Regions from separate parts of the Sus scrofa genome. Here region 2 is linked to region 1. A link is a contact called in public HiChIP or PLAC-seq data. All regions are on one chromosome and are shown on one strand. Each heading gives the region's core, a stretch centred on a gene start, on an enhancer-like site or on the middle of the called end of the contact. The rest is flanking DNA. Distances are from core to core; before and after follow the strand shown. Region 1 holds the start of ARL5B (ADP-ribosylation factor-like protein 5B). Region 2 holds the start of ITGB1 (integrin subunit beta 1).

Region 1 (6,978 bases), core at 2,716-5,215:
TTGAAAGTAGATTGTGATATAGGCTGGATAATAGCCCCCAAAGATAAAATATCATCTTAACTTTTGGAGCCCCGTGAATGTTATCTTTTATAGCATAGATTTAGCAGATGTGATTAAGGATTCTGATATGAGATTATCTGGGATAATCTGGGTGTCACAAGCTTCCTTATGAGAAAGGGGCAGAGGGAGATTTGACATAGAAAAGGGGAATGCATATTACCAGGGAGGCAAAAACTGAAGTGATGTTGTCACAAGTCAAGGAATGTCTGCAACCACCAAGAACTGGAAGAGGCAAGAAACAAGTTCTGTTTAGAGCTTCTGGAGGGGGTATAACCCTGCCAACGTTTTGACTTTAGCACAATGAAATATTTCACATTTCATGAGAGAATATATTTATTTAGTTTTAAGCCACTAAGTTTGTAATAATTTGTAGCAGAAGTCATAAGAAACTAATACATGTAGTAAGCTAAAGATGTATACTCTAAAATGTAAAGCAGACCATAAAATAACACAGAAAAGAGTTGTATCCAGTGACTCAAATATAAAAAGGAGATAAAATGGAATTTTAAAGATACCCATGGAAGATGAAAAAGCTGGGACCATTTGCTGCTATTTCCAATACTGAGAAATAAGAGTAAAAGAATAACAAACTACAGTCAAAGCCATCTAGCAGATAAGAGTCAGTTAAATTCAAAGAAATTTCACTAGTTTGGAGGGCTGTACTAAGATATTTTCCTTTGTGAGAAAAGAGTCCTGGAGCTGTTCTAAAAGACAGAAGAATATGAAGTCCCTTTGTTTCCCTGTACCTTTCAGTGCTTTTTTTTTTTTTTCTGTCCTTCCACTGACACAAATTAATGTATTCCATTCCAAGAACTATAACTGTTTCTTTCTAATAATCCTTTACTGTCACCCCAACTTTTCGATCTGGAAGAATCAGTCAGGAGCAAGAGCGACAGGGGGATTTATTATAAAACATGTAACAACCCATTTTGTCTCCCTCTTTTAGGCCATGGGGGCCACTATGGGGGAGAGTATAGACATAAGGCAGGGCAATAAGTGCCCACATGCTATACAGTGCCTCATCTGTGATTTCCCATGGGGCTTTCTCTATCTCAGGGTACTTTCGTTAAGAGAGCTGGAGTGCCCTTATGCCCAGAACCCACTTCAAAAAAAGTTCTGAGACTTTTTACTATCATCTTTGGAAAGGATCTAAGATTGGCTTGATAGAATTCAAAAGCTGAGCTGCTAAGAGGGCCAAGCTATTCCCATCCCTCCTTAAAGAATATTATGTGTTCCTCCCCTTTATCCCAAGCTAACCAGTCAAAATTCTATAGATTTGCAATATTCCTGCCCATAGAAGACATAAATTTCCCTCTTTTTGTGTTTGGTGCAGGTGAGTGTAATTATTGTCTGAAAAGTATCAGAACTTTCCTCTAATCTAGGATGGATGTTATTGGTTGTTATAATAAGATGAGTATAATGTTGACCATCAGATTGACCCACTAGCCCTTATCCCAAGGAAAGATAACAAAGTCACGATTCAGCAGCTGCCTTTGAACCTGCATCCCAGTACTCCACCTGAAGCTGTTTTCAGTATTCCACCTGAAGCTGTTTCCCTAATTCCTCCTCAGTGGCAGAGAACAGAGTGGAGGATTATTTACTGCTGCATTGAATGATATGGCTGTAACTAAATCCAAGGAATTCCCTCAAATCATGCTAAGTGGAGTAAGTAGACTGTGGGGAGGCTCTTGTATTTCCTATTCCGGGAAGCCATGTCTTATTAGTACCCCATCTTTGTCACTGAACTGTCAAGAACTGTAAAGCGTCTACAATTTTCCTTATTTGCAAGAAAACAAATCAGCCTCCCACAGTATCATAGACACTGGCAGAAGATATGAGACTCCTGGGCCAGGGACAAAGAACAGATTACTAATCAGAGCAATAGCAGCAGCCAGAGTAACATTTTGTTGCTTCCACAAACCCTGATTCCTACATAGCAAAGCAATGGTGGCCAAGTGACACCTGCGCACTTGGTGAGTTGTGTTCACGGAGAGGAACCCTGTTTAGGAAACCTTGAACTTTTTTTTTCCCTTTGGAAACTCATCTCCCTAAAGCTCAAAGATGGCCCCTTAGGGTGACTTTTGGCCCTAGTCTCAGACCTCCCCAGGGGACATGGGGTAGCATGACCAAACCCACCCATGAGCTTCCCTCTGCCCTATCCCCAATCTTTTCTAAGAATGCTGCTAGCAAACCTTCTCATCCTTTTTCCAGTGGGAGACATTGCTATTATCATGATCAGCCAAAACAAACAAACAAAACTGCCCTCTGCCCCAGTTACATTTCCTGAAACTATTCACCATTCAAATATCTTGAAAAGATGGTCCAGCACAAAACAGTATCAGAAGATATGCAGAAACATGAAAGACTTGTAGAAAATTCTATGCTAAAGTTACAGTGAACATTAAAGATTTCTAAGAGTTGTTGTGGACTCTTTTTAGTTTCATTCCTCCGTGGCAGAGCATGCTGTCCTGGTCACGTGGTTCAAGCCAAGCACACAATTTATCTTAATTAACTGAGTAATAAATTTAATTCAATACAGGTGTACCCAGCTCTTCCAAATGTTATCTGGTTTATAATAGTTCCTTCTAAGAAATATTGGATATGTGTAGTTTTAAAACCCCTAGTTGTTTGACCTTTTTAGAAACAAGGACTAGAAATGTCCATTTAAGTCTCTATTTACACAAACACAAAATCATTAAATAAAAAATTATGTATTATATGTAACTGGCTTATAAATATCATGGGCCAATTCATGGTTATTAAACTAAAATTTCACAGCCTTAATAACATACCTTTTCCTCCATATGGGAGGTTAAAACTGCCTTTGATATCCCAATGCTGAAGCACACTGTCCTACATATATCTTAAAGGGTCTTTGAACCATAACACCAGGAGAACATCGTAAGTCAAACACTTTTCCTTATACAAATAATGGAATAGTTTGGTGTGTTAAACGGCCACGGTGCCAGGGTTAAAATTCACCATTTTAGTCCATAGTTTTTTCAGTTAATTTCTCTCCACCTGGGTTCAGAATTTGTTACATTTCATTCCAGCCTGTGAAGCTTTTAAAGGTCTTAGGACCTAACCATGGAAAAGAAAATGGAAATGAAACTCTTACGTAGTAAATTGGCTTATCTATATGCAAACTTCTTAGTCAACCGAGTAATAAATTGAATTCAGTTACAGCTGCAGCCAGTTCTTCCAAGTATTTTCTTGAGTTAGCTTATGACAGTTCCTTCCGAAGAATATTATATTTTTAAATTTCCTAGTTGTTTGACTTCTTTTTCCTTGAAATTTCAGTTTGCTTTGCTCTATGTACGGCACTTGTACTCTTCTTTTTTTTTTTTTGAGAGAGCGAGTCATAGAATGCCATTGTAATTAAAGGAATTTATTTCCAATCACTTCACAAAATAAGTTTTCTTATTTTGTGTCTTGGGGATCCACAAAAATACTTAGCAAAATTGGGGGAGCCTTAAGTTAGTCACACAGATTAACTTTGTGGCTACCAGCACTCCACGGATCGCCTCGCAATCAATTCTACTCAGAATTAAGAATCACGGTGGAACTTCAGGCCTGCCTGCCAGCCTGAACTGTGGGACAGTTGAGAGAAACTCCCCACTCCTGCGCAGAGAAAGTGCGGCAAACGGCGGCTGCTCAGTTAGAGAAACTGCAGTCTGTCCCCACGTTTAGGAGCCAGGGACGCACCTGCTAGACAGCAGAGACTTTAGAAGGAAACAGGCAACCGCCCCTAAACAGGACAAAGAAGCGCGCGCTCATCCAGGGAAACTCCGCGACTCCCACGCACACCCCAGCCTTCCCCCATCACGGAGCTCGTAAACCGCCCACCGGAAGTGAGACTGAGGAAACGCCACGTAGAGGGCGTGGGCTGACGTAAGCGCGCTGACGTTCGGCACCGTCCTTCCGGCAATGGGTGGTCCCGGGAACGGGAGGGGAGGTGGAGCGGAGGCGGGGTTTAGGACTGGTTGAGGCTCTGGTGGGTAGGTGGGTTCAGACCGAGGGGACTACGGGTCGGCGTTGGGCTCAGTGGGCTCGAACAAAGGACTCTCGGGCAGGACTAGGCGCGGCGCCTTCTGACGGGTAGCTGAGCGGTGGATCGCGGCTTCTTCTCCAACCAGTGCCCTCGCCGCGCGGTCCCGTCGCCTTCTTCTCTGTTACCCACGGCCAGCACCGTGGTGGGGGGCCCGGCGCAGCGGCACCTGCTGCTGAGGGACCCCGAGGCCCGCCAGGGTGCTCATGATGGGGCTGATCTTCGCTAAACTGTGGAGCCTCTTCTGTAACCAAGGTGAGCGGGATGGAGCTGCGCAACGGCTCGAATCCGAGGCAGAGGGTCTGTACGCCGAAGGGGACAGCTGGGGGGACGCAGGGATCTCGGTGGACACACACGTTCTGAGACGCAGAGAAGTGACTTAGTCAAGGGGGAGAGGAGAAACTCTTTTAGGCTGAAAGAAGGTGCGACGTGATAGTTGGGGAGAAGTGGAGAGTCAGAAGAGGGGGCATTTGGTGTCACAGGATCCAAACCAAGAATTTGGAGATTTTAGCAAAAGCAAGCGGAAAGCACCTAATCATACCCGGAGGCATTTTGGAGGGTCTTTTTACTTTTCTTAGTAAGCATCCTAAGTCTTGCCTCAGGATAAGTGTCCGTCCAGAAACCTATCAACTTTTTTTGTTGTTTTAATTGCTGGCGTTGCTCCCCCTCGGCCCCCCGCGGTCTTTAAACCTGTGTGCCTTCACTTTATCTCACATTTCGCCTGCTCTCCAGGATTGGGGAATGAGTTGTCCTATTGAGATATACGGGTTTCCGAGAATCTTCACCCTAAGCTCTTCGAAGTGCTTTTAGTTCTATGTAGGGTATTGCGTGTCCGTATTAGTCTAGAACTGGTTCTGAGACGCCTAAAAGTTGCAAGTCCAAAGGGCCAAAAAGTTGTAAAACCTGTTCTGAGTCAGAGTGAATGAGATGTGATGTCTTCTGAAGAGAGGAAATAACCAGACAGAAAGCGCTGGCAGTAGGTAAAGTTTTAGGCATTCTTTTAACTGAGTGTTTTTTCCAGTAATTGAAACCAGTTTACTCAACTAGTTTCATTTTGCATTTAACACCCGGGCACAATAAAAGCCAGTGTTTTATGACGATACCGATTTGTTACAGCTAATGTGGTATCTTTTTTTTTTTTCTGGATTTAAGACGTCATGAAAAGAATGAAATGGTTTTAGTCCCTTGTTCTGTAGATTGATAAGAATACTAAAGTAGTCTTTCAAGGTTACAAGTTAGTAAAGATAGATGTATGTGTATGTACAAACTAAATTACCACAGATAGCACTTTTCAAGTGATTTCGAAGTGGCCAGAGTTTAACGCCATGTGGATATTGTCCATAAATTTAGTGCATTGTTTTTTCAGCAGTTTGTATTTTCTAAACCTTGTTACATTAATTTTCTATGTAAAGCAGCATTTTAAGACATATTTAAAAATATAAAGATTAACCGAGAATCACCTGCTTATCTTTTCCCATAGTTAAAGTAATAAAACATTACCAATGTCATTGGTTCTCCATCTGTAACTTGTCCCATTCCCCTCTCTCTCTGTTTTATCACTGTTGTTTGTTTTGAGGCTTCCTTAATCAGACTAGAAGGGAGTGAACGATTTAGAGGGAAAATTCAGAAGATGATGAAAGATATTCATGGACTACTTTTAAAGTCACATAAAAGTTCAGACCTCTTAAATCCCCATTACTTTATAGAGTGTTCCTTTTCCTTTACTCCCTTGTTGAACATTTAGCACTCATTCATTCATACAACCAACATTTAATCATAGGCCAAAGGCCAATCTTCAGAGTTAGGCATAGGAGATATAAAGGTTAAAAACAAACGAGAAAGTTACACAGTTGCTTACTCTCAAAGCACTCAGAAATCAGTGAATGAGACAGATGGTGGGGGGATGCACTGTGGTAATTTATTTCACAGATAGGTGTAAAAGTGTGGTGATGGTCACCAAGAAGAAAGTGAGTGCTTTTTTTTCTCAGGTGGCTCCTGGAAGACTTTACCAGAAAAAGATGTACTTGGACTTGTTGATAAGTAGGTGTTTACAAGGCTTGCTAGACAGACCAAGTAGAAGGGGCATGTTATTCTAGGCAGAAGGACTGATACGCAATGAGAGAGGAATGAAATAGTTTGGTACATTAAGGGAAGCTGAAATAGTTTAGTTTGGCTGTATCTTAGTTTGCCTGTGGGAGAGTTAGAGGAGATGAGAGGTTGGAGAGGTAGCCAGGAGAACCAGATCATAGAGGGGCTTGTGTGTAAACTAAAATAATGAACTGCCATGGAAGCCGTTTGAGAGTTTAGTCATTGCATGTTATTTTTAAAGCAGGGTAATAATGAGATCAGATTGATACTTTAGTCTTGTATTTTTACTTTCTGTATGTATCAACCAGCCAATCTCAGCATTTTCCATTTTCAACACTATGACACATCTAATACAGTGATACTCAGATCGCTCAGTCTTGGTTGCATGTTAGAATAATATGCCCAAGGCCCCACCTCAGACCAGTAACTCAGAATGAGGTGGAGTGGCCCAGGCATTAATGCCAAGATGACTCAAATGTTCAGGAAGAGTTGAGGACTGCTTATCTTACCTTACATACTCCATTCCCTTATCTCTCTTCCAATATTTTTTTCCTGTAGTATTTTGGAGCATCAAACATCTTCTCATAAATTTGATACCTTTCTGGGAATAAGTATACTAAAGCATGTATTGTCTAAGTAAAGCTGTTAGAAAGTACGTAATCTCTGATTTTGTATTGCTTGGTTTTAAGCTAGAAGACTGACTACATTGACGCATTTATCAATAAAGGGAATAATTTCAAATCTGATTATCTTTGCAAACATTATTGGATATATCTATGTGG
Region 2 (6,978 bases), core at 1,881-4,380, 430 kb before region 1:
GATTCGACCCCTAGCCTGGGAACCTCCATATGCCACGGGAGTGGCCCAAGAAATAGCAAAAAGACAAAAAAAAAAAAAAAAAAAAAAAAAAAAAAAGATTGAGTCGGCTTCAAGTTATCCTGGCATGATTTGTTGCTTACTGGACAGGGTAATCCTTGACAGGCTTAGTCCCCAAAGTGTTCAAACTACGAGAGAAAGACAGCCATCCACTCCTAAGCTAACATCAGCTCACTCCCACTCTCAAAACTGTATTCCATAATCACGTGATTAAATACAATCTGCTAGATCTAAAGGTTAGTCATCAAACAGTGATTCCATTGTCCAAAAGAGATAATCAGGTTTCTAGAGAGGCCTTTAGCCTCTTTTGTACTCGATTAAATATTTGTGGTTCCTTTCATTTACATAAGCCTAGCCTTTAATTTTAAATAGAAATGGGGGTCAAACACTGAAATGAACTTGGGCCTCCAATAAAGTCTGCTGGTGAGCAGCTTTGAAACTATTTTGGAGAACAGTAGGTGAATAAAGATATACTTTGAACAGCAAGTAGTACTAAGATGCCAAAACTAAAGGAAAGTCAACTTTTAATTATTTGACATAATGACATGGCAGAGGACAATTTATAATAACAGGGAGAGAGTATAGGTAAAATATGATTTATCTTAAATCAAGATCTAATAGATGTGCTATAATGACATGGTTTAGCAGCGTGACTTACACTAGTTCTACTTACCAGGATTTCTGTTGAACATGGTAAGACTGACCAACCTTTGTCTGCAATGTTCATAAATTTTATAGTTAGCTAACTGCCTACTGATTAATATTTATATGAAATCACAAATGGAGTCATACCCGTGACCAATCACATATTTCTTAGAGAGTATTTCTTCTAATTTCTCATTTCCTCAAAGCTCATGACTTCTGTACATAAATTGCTCCTCACACTTTAGCCAAAAGTTCTAGTGTGATTTCAGGGGAGCAAAAAGACCCATTTATTCATTTATCAAATACTGGGCCCCTATTATGTGATCTGCAACAGTGTTTGATACTGGGATTAAAAAGTTGATTAAACTGCCCTTGAGCTAATTCAATTAGTTTAGTGTTTTGCAGATGTGAACCTCATAGTATTCTTGTGGAAAATCACACAGGGAGGAAAATTCTGGGACATATAGTGCAAATCAGGCATGGATAAATTACTTTACCTTTGAACTACAACCTGTGCTGAGACTAGTCCAGTTCTGATTAATTTTAAACAGTGGTATAACTGGTACCTTTAAATTCAAGAATGTTGAATTCTGGAGTTCCCATCGTGGCACAGTGGTTAACGAATCCGACTAGGAACCATGAGGTTGCGGGTTCGATCCCTGGCCTCTCTCAGTGGGTTAATGATCCGGCGTTGCCGTGAGCTGTGGTGCAGGTCGCAGATGCGGCTCGGATCCCGCGTTGCTGTGGCTCTGGCGTAGGCCAGTGGCTACAGCTCCAATTCGACCCCTAGCCTGGGAACCTCCATATGCCGTGGGAGTGGCCCAAGAAATGGCAAAAAGACAAAATAAATAAATAAATAAATAAATGGGAAGGAAAAAAAAAAAAAAAAGAATGTTGAATTCTGGTGGTAGCTGCATCATTGGGTTATTGATATAGAAACATTGATTTTTTAAATTGAAGTATAGTTGATTTACGATGTTGTGTTAGTTCTCAGGGGCACAATGAAGTGATTCAGTTATGTTACATGTTAAATATATGTTCTTTCTTGGATTCTTTTCCGTTATAGGTAGGTTACTACAAGTTATTGAATATAGCTCCCTGTGCTATAAGTAGGAAAATTGTTGTTCATCTGTTTTGTATATAGTAGTATGTACATATTAATCCCCAACTCCTAATTTATCCCTTCCCCCACCCTTAACTATAGGATTATTTTCTGAGTCTGGTTTGTTTTGAAACCAAGTCCATTTGTATCCTCTTTCAGATTACACAAATAGGGAAACATGATTTAGTCCGTTAACTTTGGTCATCTATTAAACGGGAAAAATCATTCCCATTTCTTTAGAGGTTCCCAGAGATTACCTAACCAACAGATTTGATTTTGCTGGTAAGCAATGAACAAAGTTTCCATAGATGGGATTGTGTGAGCTTCTTTTAAGGTTGGCAGCTAAATGGGCATCGCGGCTTCTAATCTCCCCCAAATGAAACACTACTTCTCCATTTCACAAATCTCATAATTCGAGTTCTATTCCCAACAGGGTGCTCCAGCTCACCACGTGGCGAAGCACATTTTCTGCTAACAGGATGGCAGCCTGCCAGCAGCATAGTCAAAGTGACTGGGTTTCAGTATGATGCCGGTTGGCACAGGTTTCATTCCTCTGATTAAGAAGTGCCCAGCCTTGCTCATAATGAAATGTTTCTCTTCTCGTGTTTTAAACGTCCCTTCTTCTGCAGCCCCCCAGCCCACCTACTAAAAAAACTGAGGATAAACGGAAACCGTATCAAGGAGGAAACTTCCTTCTCATCCGCGTTCCCCATAAACGGACGTCCAGATTAACCTAACAAAAGCTGCTCTCCAATTTACTTTTTCTCTAAAACTTTTCTCTTTCTGGGTCCCCATCTCCTCCCTAAGTCTCCCCCTTTCTCAAAGACGTAAGTCAGGCAAATCCTCACGCCAGAAAAATACTGGCTTTAGCTCCTTCCCTTCCAAAAGGAAAACGTCTTGGGCCCCAGGAAGCCCTGCAAGGTGCGTGATTAAGTGTCTTGATTTGCGGGAGTCTCCGGCGGCTCCCTGGAGGCAAGGCTTCCAAGGTTCAAAACCAGGCAGTCCCGGGCAGGACAGACGTGCGGCCTTAGGAAAGCAGCACCTAAGACAAGGCAGGAAGAAGGCTCCAGAACTTCTCACGGGAGGAGATTAAGGCGCGCTGGGCGGCGCAGACCCTTCCTCCCTGGGCAGCTAAGGAAACTGAGGCACGGCGAACGCTGCGGCAGAGACCCCCACCACCGGCGCCCGGCAGGCCCGCTCCTTTGTCCCAGCGGCCGCCCTCCCCGCCCCTCCTCCACCTCCCACCCCGCGTCCCTCCCCCACCCCCGCCGCGCGGGCGCGGCTGACGCCGCCCGGCAGGAATGCGCTTCCGGAGGGAGAGGGCGGCGGCGGCGGCCTGAGGAGCTGGATTGCCGCGCGGAGGAGGCGGTGCCGCGGGGGTCGTTTCCTGCCAGGAGGCGGCCCCGCGTCGCCGAGTCTCCTCCTCCCGCCCGCGAAGGAGGAGGAGCTGCCGCCGCCGCGCCCGCGCCGCAGCCGGGGAGGCCACGCCAGCCCTCGGACAGGCCGAGCGGGAGTCGCGGAGCGCTGGTGGAGCCGACCGCGCGGGCCGGGCGCCGCGGGAGAAGGTGGGCGCGGGCGGGCGGCGGGCTGGGTGCGCTGCCGGCCCGGGGCCCCGGGGCGCGCGTGGGGGCCGCGGCCTGGGGGCGGATTCCAGCCGTCGGGCGGGGGAGGAAGTCGGGCCGCGCCCGCTCCCGGCTTCGCTCTCCGACTGTCCGGCCGGGGGAGGTGGAGGGTGCGGGCCGGCCCAGGACGCTGTCCGCGGGAGGCCGCGCTTGCGGAGGCCCGGGGCCAGGATCCGCCGCTCGGACACCCGCTGTGGGCGCCACCCCGCCGGCTGGGCGCCGACAGGCCTTCGCGGGCCGGCGTCCTGGGAGCGGCCTCGGCCCCGCCGCCTTACGCGGCGGGTCGCGCGGGTGCCGGGCCTCCGCGCGGGGACAGCTCCGCCTCGGCTCCAGCTCTCCGGCGTTGCTCGGAGAAGGGGCGCGGGGTCGGGCGTCCTGTGGGCCCCTTTCCCCCCGAGGCTGGTTGTGGGCGGCGGTGCGAAGGGCTAACCCCAGCCGCTGCCTGATTCGTGCGGTTGCTTAGGCTTCATAACAAGTCGTATTTTTAAGAATGCCAGTATTTAATGCCCAAGTAATTCTTGTTTTATCGGATGTGTGTTTTGGATCAAAATCTAGCGCTGGTTGGTTTGGTCCCTAGTAAATTAGACTCTTTAAGGTTCCATTTCCTCTGCTGTAAAATGGGAGCAATACCGACACTAATAAGAAAACGTAATTGTTATAATAACGGCATAAGTGAGGGCCATGCTTAGCTCTACACACTTCACCTGTATTTTCTCGTTTAACCCTGGATCTGAGCCGACCAGGTATATGCTGTTTTTATCCCTGTTTTCCAATTGAAACCGACACACCAGGAGCCTGGGTGATCATCCAGCTGTAGTGAGGAGAACCCATGGGGTCTAGCAGACGTTGTTTGAACCACAAGTAACCTTGCATAAGTACCGTGTAGTGAAAAGCTAATGGAAAATGGAAAACACTTAGCTTAGAGTAGATGCTCAATAAATATCAACTCCTTTTCGTTCCTTCTTGTTTTTTTTTTTTTTTAAAGTATGCCTGTAGTTGATAGCATCATTAGTAAGGCGTTTTGGAGTCTGCGTTCCACATAAATATTTAGGGGAGTAGAGTTACTGGAATGTTATTTTTTATTGTTTTGGTGGTACAAAAATAACCAATGCTAAATGTTTTGATGAGGCATCTTTCTTCAACTGCATGCAGCCTTTCCAACAGGTTGCATAAATAGACCACTTGAGAAATGATTAAGGGATTTTAGTTGCAAGTTACCTATTCTAAGTCTGTGAATATCAAGGCCATAGGGAGGGTCAGGGCTTATTTAAGAGTCCTACTGTAATGTTCATATTTGAAAATAATTTTAGTCCCTTGTTTAATAATAAATGAGTGAAGAGGATTAATAAATAGAAAACACGTGAAACAAATCAGTGTTCTGGTTATAGATGTCTGAGGAGACAAGACATTTTACTCACCCTAAAATTCAGTATAAAATGGAAGATGTTAGAATGCTAGTTTAAAAGATAGGGGATGTGGTTAATACTTTACTTCTGTAAATAGAAAACAAACTCCAAATCAAGTCATCTGTGTTGAGGTCACAGACCTAAACATTTAAGCTTTTGTAATGTTGATTCCTTTTAGAAGAATGTTAAAAAATACTCTATATTAAGATTGTTTTATAATCCCGTCAACATCCTGCATGTGAAAAGAATCGAATCAGCAATACTGAAAATCACTGGATTCAGGTGGCTTTTTCCTCAGTTTTCTGGTCGGTATAATTAAAAGCTGCCCCAAATTAGCATCACATGTATTTCTTTAATGGGGTGGATGAATTCCTAACTCCTGGAGGGACTCTGGGGCTGTAAATAGTGAAAATCAGTTTAAGGTGGTGCTAGTTTTCATGGAATGATGGCCACTTAGTAGCTTTATTGTTTGGTTTCTTGCCAAATTGTGGCTTCTATCATCAAGGGGTAATATTCTATCTGAAGGAAATATATGTTTTTAATTATTTCACAAGGACACTGGTTTGTTCTCTGCTGGAATGATGAGAGGACACATCTCTCTGGTAAAAGTTTCAGAACTTTTGAGTTCTGAGAATGGACATTTCTGAATGTGTAAGAAATTGAATTAGTTATCTGAGAGGATTCATAGGGACTGATTGCCCCACTCTGGATGGAGAGGTAGGATCTGTCTGGTTGTGAGTAGATTCCTAGAAGATCATATTGTGCACGTAGGTAAATGTCTTGTTGTATTAGCAGGTCTACTCTGACTGTGATGTGTTGTGGGGTTTTTGTCCTTTTATATTGTTGCACAGGTGGGGGTATTGGGGTAGGGAGGATGCGCCGACAGGCGTGAGAGTAGGGAAGAGTATATTAGTCTTTAGAACCTGAAATGATAGCAGCATCTATAGCTGTAGAAAACTGCATACATTAAGAGTATGTATCTAGGCTAAAGGAAGTGCAATCCCTATAAACCCCAGCCTTAGAATATTTCAATAGATGAGTGAAAAAATGTAGTATATCTTTTTCAGAAGATGTATGCAAAAGGAGCCAAGCTATACTTTGTGAATTTCTCATCTTTTTTTAAGACTAATTATCTTACACAGAGTTAAGTTTTATATATAAAATAAAAGTCAACTGCCTTAAAGCTGTATTTTTGGTTTGTGGCTTTAGAAGACAAGGTTAACTGTATCTAGCATGGTGCTGAAGCATGTGTATATCATGTCATCATGTAATGTGTGAAAAACTGCTTTGAATATACCTAGTACATACGTATATAAACACACACGTAATTATAGGCCTAGTCTCATTATGCAGTCTCCAGAGTGCTGCTTCCTGGACCCTCGGGCTGTATGAAATAACTCACTGGAGTGTGGGAAGAAAATAGACTGTTTATAATACATATATATTAAAACATATTTTAATCTCATCATTTTAGGGTAAATTTTTATGATTTATAATATTCTATATTGCTGTAGAAGTACATGTATTTTAATTTATAAATACATGTTTTATGGCATATGTATGCTCGATTTTTTTAAATAATAAAAATGAGGGATTAAAAAGCTTTGGAGGTCCTTGGTATGGAGGATGACTTGGGTTGGGCAACAGGAACTACTAATTTTGGAAGGAGAACAGGTAAGCTTGGTGTCTGAGGTGAGAGGAGGAAGGAACAGAAGTGGCCCGGTTTCTGGTTGGGAGGCGACCTGCACCGAGGAGGCCACCTCACCGCAGGGGTGGTGTTGAATCTGCAGGCCAGCTCGGCTGGAGCGGTGTTGCATCTGCAGATTGAGAGCTCAGAGCCGTCTGGCTGGGCGACTGCGATTTGGGAATTGAGTCTGTGAGACTTTTCACGCTGCTTCTCAGCTGCTTCACGGCCAGGGCTGGGTGGAGGAGAAGGAATCTAGAAAAGCCCTTCCCTTCCTCGGTTGGTTTGAATTTCTCATTCCTTCCTGTGACAACTTTAGTGAATGACTTGGGTCACTCAGTTTTTCTCTGTGATGAGTCTGCTTGGGCTGAAGAGAGAGGCATCACGAGAGAAGCAGTTTGATGTGGTCAAGGTGTCTGGATTGAGGGACCTGAACTGTGATGTTTGTCGGGATACCTCACC

Evidence for each region. HiChIP or PLAC-seq counts read pairs in DNA pulled down with a chosen protein or histone mark.
Region 2: a contact with region 1 is called in an H3K27ac HiChIP or PLAC-seq map of alveolar macrophages. The contact joins the promoter of ITGB1 here to the promoter of ARL5B in region 1. A contact is called at or near these places in 2 of 5 promoter capture datasets (fetal liver and liver), 3 of 47 Hi-C or Micro-C datasets (embryonic fibroblasts, liver and skeletal muscle) and 1 of 2 datasets of contacts at active chromatin or transcription factors (alveolar macrophages).

The regions. Positions count from the first base shown.
Region 1 is chr10:55,697,376-55,704,353 of Sscrofa11.1, reverse strand. It overlaps ARL5B (ADP-ribosylation factor-like protein 5B), which reads left to right and starts at 3,965. Exons shown (of 6, transcript XM_005668272.3): 1 at 3,965-4,363. The coding sequence starts at 4,315.
Region 2 is chr10:56,126,760-56,133,737 of Sscrofa11.1, reverse strand. ITGB1 (integrin subunit beta 1) reads left to right here and starts at 3,130. Exons shown (of 16, transcript NM_213968.1): 1 at 3,130-3,369.